3 separate regions of the Danio rerio genome follow, and regions 1 and 2 are each linked to region 3. Evidence: chromatin contacts called from public HiChIP or PLAC-seq data. All regions are on one chromosome and are shown on one strand. The core of a region is the stretch at or near the end of the contact, and the rest is flanking DNA. Distances in the headings are between cores, read along the strand shown. Region 1 holds the start of wdr21 (WD repeat domain 21). Region 2 holds the start of chac1 (ChaC, cation transport regulator homolog 1 (E. coli)). Region 3 holds the start of vps18 (VPS18 core subunit of CORVET and HOPS complexes).

Region 1 (3,878 bases), core at 199-2,698, 76 kb after region 3:
CTACAGTTACATAAAACACTAAAGGCACTTCATTTACATTTAATATGCTTTCAGGCATTTACAATCACTATTGATTAAGTGATTGTAATTTAATCATAATAAAGACACAGAATGGGACAGTTGTTGCAAGAACGATTACAAATGCAGCCGCAAGTTAAAGAGAATTATGTATATTATTTACTAAACTATCCATAAGTTGTATTTCATTAATATCTACTCCTACCCCAACCCTCACAGTTATATACAAACAGTAATTATACAGAGAATTAGTCATATTATTTATTAAATAACCCATTAAATTTAATTTTATTAACATCTACCCCTACCCTAAACCCAACTCACACAAAGATGTAAAATTTATACAGCGTATTATTCATAATATTTATTAAATTACCCATTAAACTGTATTTTATTAACATCTACCCCTACCCTGAACTCAACTCTCACAGTAATGTAAAACAGTAATTGCTGTACGGTAATTGCATTATTGTAACAACATATATAATTCTTGTTAACTTCCAGCCACAGAGGTCTCCTTTTTAGATTTTGGGACAAGTGGGACATCTCATCTCTGAGCCTAAAATCTATTTCCAGTTACACATGCCGGAGTAAAATTAGGCAAAACTGCTGTCTCTGTGTACTCAATACTAAAGTATGAACATTGTTTTGTAATGCAGCACACGTGTTAAAAGATTAGTTCACTCATATTGTTGTTTCACACCTGTATGTCTTTCTTCTTTGGAACACAAAATGAGATGTTAGGCAGTATATGACAGCATAACTCACCATTCACTCTGATTGTATATTTTGCCCAAACAATGAACACAACACAAACATTACAGAACAACCTCATTGTCATTCTTGACATCTCCTTTTGTGTTCCACAGAAAAAGTCAAACAGGTTTGAAACGAGATGAGGGTAAGTAGATTTTGAGGATAGGACGATAGTTACCCGTATTCCTGCTCGTCGTGGTCTGACCGGGGTCTCCTCCGCCACTGGGACTGGTTTTGCTGTCGGTGACGGTCGCGGCCCCGTGCTCGCCAGTTTCCACGCTTCATTTCTGCTTGTCAGCAGCCATGCCAGTGTATCTGCTAAAACATTATTGTCATTATATTCAAATAAAGAGGACACTGTGTGTTCAATTTTTTTAGTTTTTGAATATATAAAACTAAACCTAAACGTATTGTGTGACTTAACGTTAACAAACTGTCCACAGAAAAACAAGCAAACAAACAAAAAACAAAACACTGATTTGTTATGGAGCTGTACCAGGAGCTAACACGCTAAAACTACTATTACGAGCATTCACGAGGCACGTTCGTTTATGTTACAGGTTACACCCGCATACGAGAATACCGTAATGGTTTATAAACCGTAATAACATTGTGTAAATGGAGAGTTTTTATAAACTTACCAGAAAGAGATGCCAGTCGTGGTGACCTCTTCCTGTTTAGAAAATATTACTTCCTCACGACACCAGAAATTCCCGCCCCCTTTTTGTTCATTGGTCAAACCATGAGACTGTGTGAAATTACAATTATCCGATTGAACAAAGAGCTGTCAATCACTTTCTGAGCATTTAAAGCTAAAATAATTAATAAAAATATAAATAAATGTTTTAATGTTTACAAGTTTTTTTTAATTGGAGTTGTTTAGGTATTAACGTTTAAAATATAATCTGATAAACAATAATTGTGATAGACTTATATGCTATTTTATATTCTATTCATATGTTTAATATTCAAATATATTTCATTGGTTACAATTGTGTATGGGGCTTTTTATATTGAAGCACAATAATGGATAAAGCTACAATGCAATTAAAATAAATATTTGGTTCATAGTTAAAACAAACAGGTGAAGGCTAAAGGCTACAGAGATGCATCTAAAAAATCTACTAAAATAACATTGCTTTATTTCTTGTTTATATTTGCTATGCAAGTACTCTAAGTAAAGATAATAATGTAATTCTTATAATTTTGACAGCTCTTGGAAGCCACGCCCAGATTTTGATTCCCCGTATTGTATTGGCCAGACCGCCGGACACTGAGGTCCGTATTGGCTGTTTTTCTTTCACAAGGATCCCAAAGAACTCAGATTTGGAATATTGGGTTACAGTGTGGCAAAATGGCGACTGTCATTCAGAATCCGCTGAAAGCGTAAGTAATTATAAATATTATTTTCGCTTGTTTTCGAAAATGTGTTGCACTCCGCGTGTTTTAGAGTGTGGGTGCAAATTGTGTCTTGAAATTAAACTGTACACGCGGTGCATTTTGTATATCAGTAAATTCTGTCCTAAACGAATAACTGTTTAATCCACCTATTTCCTCTTTGTGTGGGTGTGTAATGTATATGTTCATATGTAAATACATTTGAAGCGTTGTGTTCGGACATTCGTTCTGCAAATATGCAACGTGTGTCTCAGCATTCAGCCTCTGTTGGTCAGTGTTAGTGCAGCATTATTTCGGATGCAATGCTTTGCGAGTGTAACGTTACAGACTCCGTTGACTTGTTTGCAGGACAGCCAGATAAAGCCTTATAAAATCTGCCGGGATGAGCTGTCATATGACTGCACGAGCACGATGTGTTTGTTTGCTGAACAACTTGCACCGTAAAATAATCTTTTAAATATTAAAATGCTTGCTGGTGAAGTAAAACGTTTGCATGGTTCGGTTGCATTGATGTCTAAAAATGCCTATAGGAAAGCAACGTATAATTCCCCCGTCGTGGCCTATGGAGAACTGCTTGACAGATAACGCTCACATACACATCGTGACAAGTTAAAGAACGAGTTTTGTGGTCGACATATTAAATATGTGGATTTTCTTCACAGGAATTCGCCGGGTAACTTTCTTTAGCGCATTCGTATAGCTTTCAGTTGTCAGCTCTTTTTTTGTAGACACGCGTAATAATAAACATTATTGTTTATTATTTGCTGTACGTTGACATTTCCGTCGTGTTGTTTGAATAAACGCCGTGCATTTGTAAAGAAGAATTATAGTTACACAAAACAGGATAATAAGGATCAGTAAGTCCAGAGATAAGTGATGGATAACAATGGAATTCGCTGTCCTGTTCTCTCTTGTTTGGCTGTTGAAGTGCAGAGCTGATTTTTCTGCCATGTGACAGAATTCCTGCTTCTATTACATTACATTTGTTTAAGAGGTCAGAAGAGTTTGTCCTTTTGGTTATTAGCTGAGAAGTCCCAAGGTGAAAGAATTAGTACCTTCTGGGAATTAGTGTTTTAAATATCTTAGAAATCTGGAGAAAGAAATTAGAACAAGAACAATAAACAAATATTAAATATAATTTATTTATGTACAGTGCTCAGCATATATGAGTACACCCCCCACAAATCTCTTCTTTAAGTTAATATTTTCTATAGGATCTTTACAATACTATATTTGTGCATATACATTAGTTTAGTCAGTACTGAAGCCAAATCTGGAGCTTATCTAACAAAATAACTTACGATAATGGTTAAAAAATTTGTAGCCCAAACTTACATGTTTGGGAAAAATATTAAATAACTTTTTCAAAAATAGCAAAAGTCAAGAGAAACAAAAAATATACATAATTTTGTTGAAATGTTGTAGTTTGTCTTTTTTTTTTGCTATGATTAGCATGAATTTAAATTTATTATCTTTCCATTTTTAAAGATTTTCTGTGACTAAAATATTAATTATATATATATATATATATATATATATATATATATATATATATATATATATATATATATATAGACAATAAACAATAACTTGTCTAATCACCCTAACCTGCCTAGTTAACCTAATTAACCTAGTTAAGCCTTTAAATATCACTTTAAGCTGTATATGATTGTCTTGAAAAGTATGTAGTCAAATATTATTTACTG
Region 2 (4,291 bases), core at 846-3,345, 95 kb before region 3:
TTGGTTTTGAACATCACATGTTTGTTAGATATGTCTAAAAAAATATTATGACACGTTTCCGTGCCCTAACTTAAAACGGATAGATCTGAAATACGTCACACTATCAGAGATGGAGATTACAGACAAAGCAGATCTAATATACAAGCCGATGGCATAGCTTAGAAGATCTTTAGGAAGAAACTAATCTGCCTCAACAGTCATGATAGGATAAAACTGAATGCAGATGTTTGAAGGATGTTGCTATTTTTGGTGAAGAACAAAACTAAAAAATAAACATACACTGTAAAAATCAAAAAGTTAAGGTAACTTGAACCAGTTGAGGAAACCAATTGCTACAAACCATTTAAGTAAAAAAAAAACTAATGTTAAGTACTGTGTACTTAATCCATTTGAGTAAATGAAGCAATTTGAGCACAGTAAAACCCAATAAATGAAGAGAACTCAAACCAACTGAGTACTGTAAAACCCAATAAGTTAAGGCATCTCAAACAGTTTAAGAAAACTGATTGCAACAAACCATTAGAGTTAAAAAAATCTATATGAGTACATCATTTGTGATAGAATGTTGATGTTTTTTATTACTTAAAAAATGTAAACTGTAGTGTGTTTGTTATTACAAATTAAGTAATGCAAGCTAGATTACCTATTTTTGGTATTTAATTGTGACAACGTTTTGATTACTTTTAGATCACTTTAGAACTAACATGATTTGCTTGGTTTTAATTTGTTCCCAGATTTAAGAGTATGGATTGCAAAAGAATTTACATTGAAATGAACAAACATTTACATGTCCATTTTATATTGTGAATATTCAAGGAAGATGTCAGTAAGAGAAAAGAAAATAAGCATAATAGTATGAATAATTTGCACCCACTCAGAATGCAAAGGCTGTTTTCATTTCTAGTGACAAGAAAATATGCATCTAAAATTTGACGATATTTGACCATTGACCACACTGACAAAAATAAAACTCATGAGAAATATGTTCAAGTCTAAACTTTTCAGCATCTTGATTTTCGAATTACTTACAAATTCTGATTAAAAATCTGTAAACAAAAACTGTAATTAAATCTACATTACTTATTCTATTTAATGTACCCTGACTGCAAGTTTAGATTTCTTTCTATCTTTTTTAATATTATTTGTTCCCAAATTTTGAAGCACTGAGTGCAAATGAATCTGCAGAGTTTTTCTGTGGCCATTATTATACAAATTCCTACTATAATTTAATTACAGTTAAGTATATATATATATATATATATATATATATATATATATATATATATATATATATATATATATATATATATATATATATATAGGAACATTTGATTAAAAAAATAAGGTGAATCAAATCAATTACAGTAATTATTAATTACTAAGTAGTGATTTTTAGAATCTGGTTATGTAATCCTGATTACATGTAATAATTACTACACAACATTGCTATCACATTATATGATATATTTTATTACATTACGAAATGAGATGAATACTGTACTGCCTTTTTGTTATGTATTATACATTATTACAGAAAAATTGTTCCCCAATGAAGATCTCTTTGGTTATAGGCTATTAAATATTATTATATTGTATTACATATTACACTTCAGCATTCATGTGAACCTACATAGAAAATACATTTTATACTACATTTTATACTACATGATGTTATCTTATTCAGTCGTTTCTAATTCCTTGTATGTAAGCATTCAGCACTGTTTGGGTTTCGGATAGCATTCTTGGAAGGCCTGACGCAATCCTCTCAGTACGTCCTGTGCCTGCCTCGCCCCTTGAAACGCTTCTTTCACGTTGCATCAGCCGAACAGACTTTAAGCGACAGATCTGCTGACCAATGAGAGTGCGCGTGTCCTGTGACCGACAGCTGACCGCCCTATCAAATTGAACAACAGGGCGAGATTTTTCCTTGTTCGTGAGCCAATCACACAGGTATGCGGTTATAGAGTCACGCAGAGATGGAACGATTGGACAGAAGACCAGGCGATCCGCCCTTGCTACGCTATGATTGGTCAGATCTTCGAACAAGGTCAGATACGCCCATAGGCAATGTTGCATATAGCCTGCCTCAGAGCAGCCCACATTTCATCATCCGCCGAGGACGAAAAGCAGCGCGGCAGCCCGGGGTGCGCGAAAACAACGGTTAAAAGGTTATTCGATCCGCCTTTACAGCACCGTATGATTGGCCGGGTAGAGGTTTGTTGATAAACAGGAGGCTGGCCGGCGAGCTAGCAACAGCTTTTTGTGTTTTATTCCGATTGAAAGAGCCGAAAAGGCCAAGATGGAGTTTTAAGGCAATGATGCGGTAACTGCACGGCATAGGCATGCACCAGGCAAAGAAAAGCGTTTTGCGAGACTGCACCATCACAACTGCTAAGCAGTTGGGCTCTGATACCGTCCGCGGTATAGCCGTGAGCCAACCCATACCTCTTCTCCTTGATAGGAGGAAGCTAACGCTAGCTACCTAGCCTGTGGCCCATTCATTTAGCTGTTTTTACATCAAAGCGCACACTATTACCTTTTCTACACTCATACCATCCTGTAAAAGATGAAACCTCAAGACATCGTCGCTGGAAAATCCAGCTTGTGGATCTTCGGCTACGGCTCGCTGGTCTGGAAGCCAGACTTCAAGTACAAGAGGAGCAAAGTCGGTTATATTAAGGGGTACAAGAGACGCTTCTGGCATGGGGATAACTTTCATCGTGGAGATGATGAAATGGTAAGTTGCGTTTAAATTCCATATTTTTCTTGAAAATTCATAAAATACCTGAACTGTTCTCCCATTGCTACTCGTTGACCTTTTACGTTACGTGTCTCCATGACAGCCCGGAAGAGTGGTGACGCTCATCGAGGAGGATGACGTAAGTGGAACTTCCTTTTTTATTATTAGGAACAACCAACCATACATGTACATACACGAGAGCCCCGTTGGCGGCTATTTTTACAAGCTATTTCTTAGGACATCTATAGATGCCACCCGGAATAGGCATCCACCATATTGGAACACAAGCTGACACAAATGTGTCTATATTTGCATCAAAATCAGAAACCGCATTTACTAAGCATCAATATACAACAAAACAAAGAGGGTTACAGGGGGTTTTCAAACTGGGGTCCAAGGAACTGTAGGGTTGTGCTAATTACTGAATTTATATTTAAATCAAAACAATCTTAATTATAAAACGTATCAATATAATTAAGATCTAAGTATATGCTAAATGTAACAAAGCAATGTAGTTTAAATGCTTATTTAATTGTAGGAACTGTACAGGAAATAAAGATTTCTACAATCAGAAGCTGCGTTAAATTGTAATATGTTGGGAAATTTACTGACCACATGTTAACCGTTCCAAGATGTCAGATTTGATCATTATGGTATCTGTCCATGTATACATATCTATGAAGAAAATATTAAGAGTTGGCAGCATAATGGCGTTACTTCAAACCTTTTCGACAAGGTGAATTCAAGCCTAGGCATAATTTTTATAATTAAATGATTCCAAACATTCACGTCCTTGTAGAACTTGTTTACCGTGAATGTTCTGAGAACTATTACGGCTGTACGTCTTATGTGCCCTCCATTATTATTATTTGACATGGCATGACCCTGGCTACAGCCGTAAGAATATCTCCTACCTTTAATTTTATTGTACAGAAAGAAAAATGTATATGGGTTTAGAACAACATGATGAAATTTGGCCACACATCACTTTAAATACTTTCCCTCCACCATATGTTTACTAACCGTATGTTTTGGTACACAGGTGTGCACCTGGGGTGTTGCCTTCGAGGTGACTGGCTCTCAGATGGAGGAGTCTCTCAAGTACCTGAACGTGAGGGAGGCAGTGAGAGGTGGTTATCTGACCCGGGCTGTCGACTTCTTTCCGCGTGGCACCAATCAGCCACCAGTCCAGGCTCTGGTTTACATCGCCACGCCTGACAACCCCATTTACCTGGGGCCTGCTAGCACAGAGGAAATCGCCTCTCAGATCGCTGTGTGCAAGGGGAATTCGGGGCACAACATCGAGTACCTGCTTCGCCTGGCGGAGTTCATGAGAGTCAGCTGTCCTGATGTGGACGACCCTCACCTGTTCTCCATCGAGGCAGCTCTTCTCGCCACCATTAGACCCATATTATTGGCCGCATAGAAACCTGTAGATCTTCTGAAAAGCAATCAAATAGGTCAAAACAGCATTAAGGTTCTAATATAAAGTTAATGTTGCCGTCCTTAAGGTGCGATTTGTCATTTTAAGTGGCTGTTCAGATATTTTAT
Region 3 (4,162 bases), core at 144-2,643:
ACTAAGTGTAAACAAAGAATTAGAATCTCTGAATGATATACCCTGAAGAGCTATACATGACATAAATAAAATCCATCTAAAAACAATAAGCATTACATTTATGACTGTTCATTCTTGTGCATCTGTTCAAGTTTTTTCTTCATTTAATTCCCCAGTTCATCACTTTTCGATGCTTTTTTTGTCTTACAAATTACAAGGAAAATCTAATCAAACCACTTATGTCTTTACTAACTTTGAATAGATGGCCTAAATGCATTTAAAACCTCATACAAGTTGTGAATATTGATGCGTGATTACCTGTAGGATCTAGGAAAAGTCTGTGTACTTTGCTATCATCTTTTCTTCCCAATTCAATCTGATTTGGCTGATCAGGTTTTCCGAGATCAATTCTGAAACACAATATGCATGACAACACACTTGAATCTGCTCTATAAAAATGACCAACATCTTTAAAGTCAGTTTAAAAAAATTAACCCAAGACTTTTGAATCTTTTAGGACCACATATAATGCAAATGAATCACAATTAGATTGACACCAACACAAATAAAGACAAAGAATAAGTGATTTGTATCCAGATTAAATATACATTTCAAAGTGAACTGTCTTTAATGGTCCACATGCTTTAGCCTTTCAGACACCAAAATACACATTAATCACACATCGCATGTACGTGAACTAATCAAGGGAAAACTTATCAAATGCAAAGCATCGCAATTAAACAACTGTAGATAACATAAGAGTCGAGAAATGGCAGTTTTACCTCAGCAGGGTGTCTTTTCCCAAGCTCATGCATAACTGATTGTTGCAAACCGAAAATTGGTTGATTTTTTCGGGAGGAGAGAAATCGATGCGCTGCTTGGTGAAAATGGGTTTTTCTTCCTCCAATCTTACATTTACAAACCCTGTGGAAAACAAGCCTTAGTTTAAATCATTATAAACACCATACATTACTTAAAATACAATAATAATAGCAAACTATGTAAGGTTTGCACCTGAATGAGTGATGCCGATGTTGGCCGTGGACATACGACTGTGTTGACGGATGTTCTGCGAATCTTCATATTGATCCAGAATAGATGCCATTGCAAATGATCAAATATTCACACGACGATGTACAGCAAATAGTGAACCTGTGTTTACATTGCAGGTAAAGATGTACAGTATCCCTACCAGCTGTTTCCACCCATAGCACGCTAGCATGCGAGCTAACGTTAAATGTCCTGTTCACAAGCTGTCACTGTCAACGTCCTCTTTGCGTGCTCAATAAAACATAATGGACACCCTATTGGTGTAAAATAAAACAAAATTACGCGCCAAGGGAATTTTTATAAATGAAAAAGGAATGACAGATCTGAGAAACCGAGCTGTGTTGGTTGCATGTCTGTCTTGGGTCAGCTGATGAATATCATGTGATTACAGTTAAAAAGATGCTCCTGTTTTGTCCACGTATTGGCGCTGTTTAGTTAACAATCGAATCTTCTACAGAAATAGCTCCAATAAATTACCTCAAAATTGCTACACTAATTTTCAGGACATCCAAAGATATAGATGGCTTTTTTCTTTAGTAGAAGGTTAAATTAGATATGTTGGAACTGTATTCCTTGAAGAAACGTAAATGCGAATCAGCAGCTGAGAGTAAAAAAAACGACACATACAAATTAAAGTAATACGTACAGTAGGGCTACTGATGATACATTGAGGTCTTATGGAGTCAAACTTTCAGTCTGTGCAAGGAATTGGATAATATTCAAAATATTATTACCTATACCCACAGTATTTATTACCAGATAAAAAAATATCCTGAATGTCATTATTGTTTAGTGTTTTGTTTATGGAAAAAGTGAAGGTGCGTGTTCAATTGTTCATCAGAATAGTAGCCTACTTGTGCTTGTCCTGTAGGCCTGTGATATATATATATATATATATATATATATATATATATATATATATATATATATATATATATATATATATATATATATATATATATATATATATATATATATATGCTATATCATTATATATATGATATTACTTAATTCATATTCCTCCGGCTTAACCCCATTCATCAGGCCACAGCGGAATGAACCACCAAATTATCCAGCATATATTTTACACTGCGGATGCCCTTCCAACTGCAACCCCATTACTGGGAAACACCCATACACACACTCATTCATACACATAAACTACAATGTAATTTTTTTCAATTCACCTGTACCGCATGTTTTTGGACTGTGGGGGAAATCCACGCCAACACGGGGAGAACATGCAAACTCCACACAGAAACACCTATATATAATATAACATTTTAAACAAACAGAATTAGCTCATGTGTGAGTTTACACATAATAAAATATGCACAAGGAGATGTGTGAATATGCATGTACAAAGGTTAATAAATTAACAGCAAATGTCCATTTTTGTGCAGACTGTCCCTTTATGGTTTATTATGTTATACCTGCCAAAGTTTTGCCGTTGATCCCAGCTGTAAGAGCAACCAATTTTACTCTGACTTCTAGTTTTTCATTTGGAAAAGTGGCAGTAGGTAGATTCCTCTAATGAATCATATGTTGAACTGCATCTCAGTCATCACAAATACTGCAGAAGATTCATTGGAACCCTCATGGACCCAAGATTCTCACAAATCAATCAAGTTTGCTGAAGGAAAATTATGGGTTGGGGTTACATTCAATATAGGGCGTGCGAGAGATCTGCAGAGTGGATGGCAACATCATCAGCCTGAGGCATCAAGACATTTGTGCTGCCCATTACATTACGAACCACAGGAGAGGGCAAATTCTTTAGCAGGAGAGCGCTACTTCTCATACTTCAGTCTCCACATCAAAGTTCTTTAAAGCAAAGAAGGTTAAGGAGCTCCAGGATTGGCCAACCCAGTCAGACATGAACATTATTGAGCATGTCTGGGGTAAAATGAGGAAGAAGGCATTTAAGATGCCTCTAAAGAATCTTGATGAACTCTGGGAGACCTGCAAGAACGCTTTCATTGCCATTCCAGTTGACTTTATTAGTAAGTTATTTGAGTCATTGCAGAGATGTATGGATGCAGTCCTCTAAGCTCACTGGAGTCATACACAATTTTAATTATTTTTCCACAGCACCATGACTTTATACTCTATAATGTACATTATTTCTGTTAAGTGACAAGACTTTTGTCTAAGCAAAGTCAGACCTTACTGTCCTAATTAAATAATTAAAAATCAAGGTATGATTATATTTTATTTTGGTAAAATCAGCGTAATCTAGAGGCCTTTGACTTTCATATAAGCCACTTCTGATACCAAATAATTAACTTGAAGTCAAGCTATTATTTGTTGTTCCTAAAACATAATAGGCAACAAGACTTTTGTCAGGTAGTGTTTTATGAACAATGACATTAGGCTAACCCAAAGATAAGAGCTGACATATTTCATACAGATTTGTAAACTAAAAAATCCAGCCTTCATTTCAGCATCTTTACACAGTGGAGATAGTCAGTGGCTTCTTAAAGGCATAGTTCACCTAAACATTACTCACTATTTACTCACACTCAAGTGCTTCCAAACCTTTATAAGTTATTCATGCTTTTGAACACAACATATTATATTTTGAAGAAAGCTGAAAACTGAAAACAACTGACTTAGTAGGAAAAATAATATTGTGTAAGTCTATGGATTCAGCTTTTCAGCTTTCTTCAAATATATAGAAGCAAGAAGCTCAAGCAGGTTTGGAACAAGAAAATGGTGAGTAAATGATGACTGATTTTTTGGTTTTGGGTGAACTATCCCTTTAATTAAAGATGATCCAAACAGATGTCAAAGCAGGAAGAGCCACATCAATAAATGGAAACTACAACTAGGCCTACATTTCATTAATTTAATGAGACATTCTACCAGAAATGTACATTTTCACTTTAAAAAAATGTGACAGGCCTGACTTAAAGTTGTCGTCCTCAAAAAAATTAATGCAAAAACAAGCAAAAGATCATACAATTCAATGATAGAGCACATGTTTGATCTCTGTCAGCTTCTTCTTTGTCAAATGATTTCACCTCTAAGTCACAGCCTTAAACGTCTATATCTAATGTTAAATTGAATGCAAATGTGACAGGACTGACAGGAACATGGGAACAATTTTAAATTTATTTGTATTATATATATA

What was found. HiChIP or PLAC-seq counts read pairs in DNA pulled down with a chosen protein or histone mark.
Region 1: a contact with region 3 is called in an H3K4me3 HiChIP or PLAC-seq map of embryo, with 2.3 times the contacts expected there. The contact joins the promoter of wdr21 here to the promoter of vps18 in region 3. A contact is called at or near these places in 2 of 4 datasets of contacts at active chromatin or transcription factors (embryo and gastrula embryo).
Region 2: a contact with region 3 is called in an H3K4me3 HiChIP or PLAC-seq map of gastrula embryo, with 2.3 times the contacts expected there. The contact joins the promoter of chac1 here to the promoter of vps18 in region 3. A contact is called at or near these places in 2 of 4 datasets of contacts at active chromatin or transcription factors (embryo and gastrula embryo).

What each region holds. Positions count from the first base shown.
Region 1 is chr20:31,166,158-31,170,035 of GRCz12tu, forward strand. It overlaps wdr21 (WD repeat domain 21), which reads right to left and starts at 1,449. Exons shown (of 14, transcript NM_200701.1): 1 at 1,416-1,449; 2 at 953-1,089. The coding sequence starts at 1,059. It overlaps dpf3 (double PHD fingers 3), which reads left to right and starts at 2,129. Exons shown (of 12, transcript NM_001111169.1): 1 at 2,129-2,160. The coding sequence starts at 2,129.
Region 2 is chr20:30,994,649-30,998,939 of GRCz12tu, forward strand. chac1 (ChaC, cation transport regulator homolog 1 (E. coli)) reads left to right here and starts at 2,096. Exons shown (of 3, transcript NM_001110126.2): 1 at 2,096-2,737; 2 at 2,844-2,879; 3 at 3,783-4,291. The coding sequence starts at 2,567. The coding sequence ends at 4,166.
Region 3 is chr20:31,090,043-31,094,204 of GRCz12tu, forward strand. vps18 (VPS18 core subunit of CORVET and HOPS complexes) reads right to left here and starts at 1,394. Exons shown (of 5, transcript NM_173245.2): 1 at 994-1,394; 2 at 762-903; 3 at 298-389. The coding sequence starts at 1,084.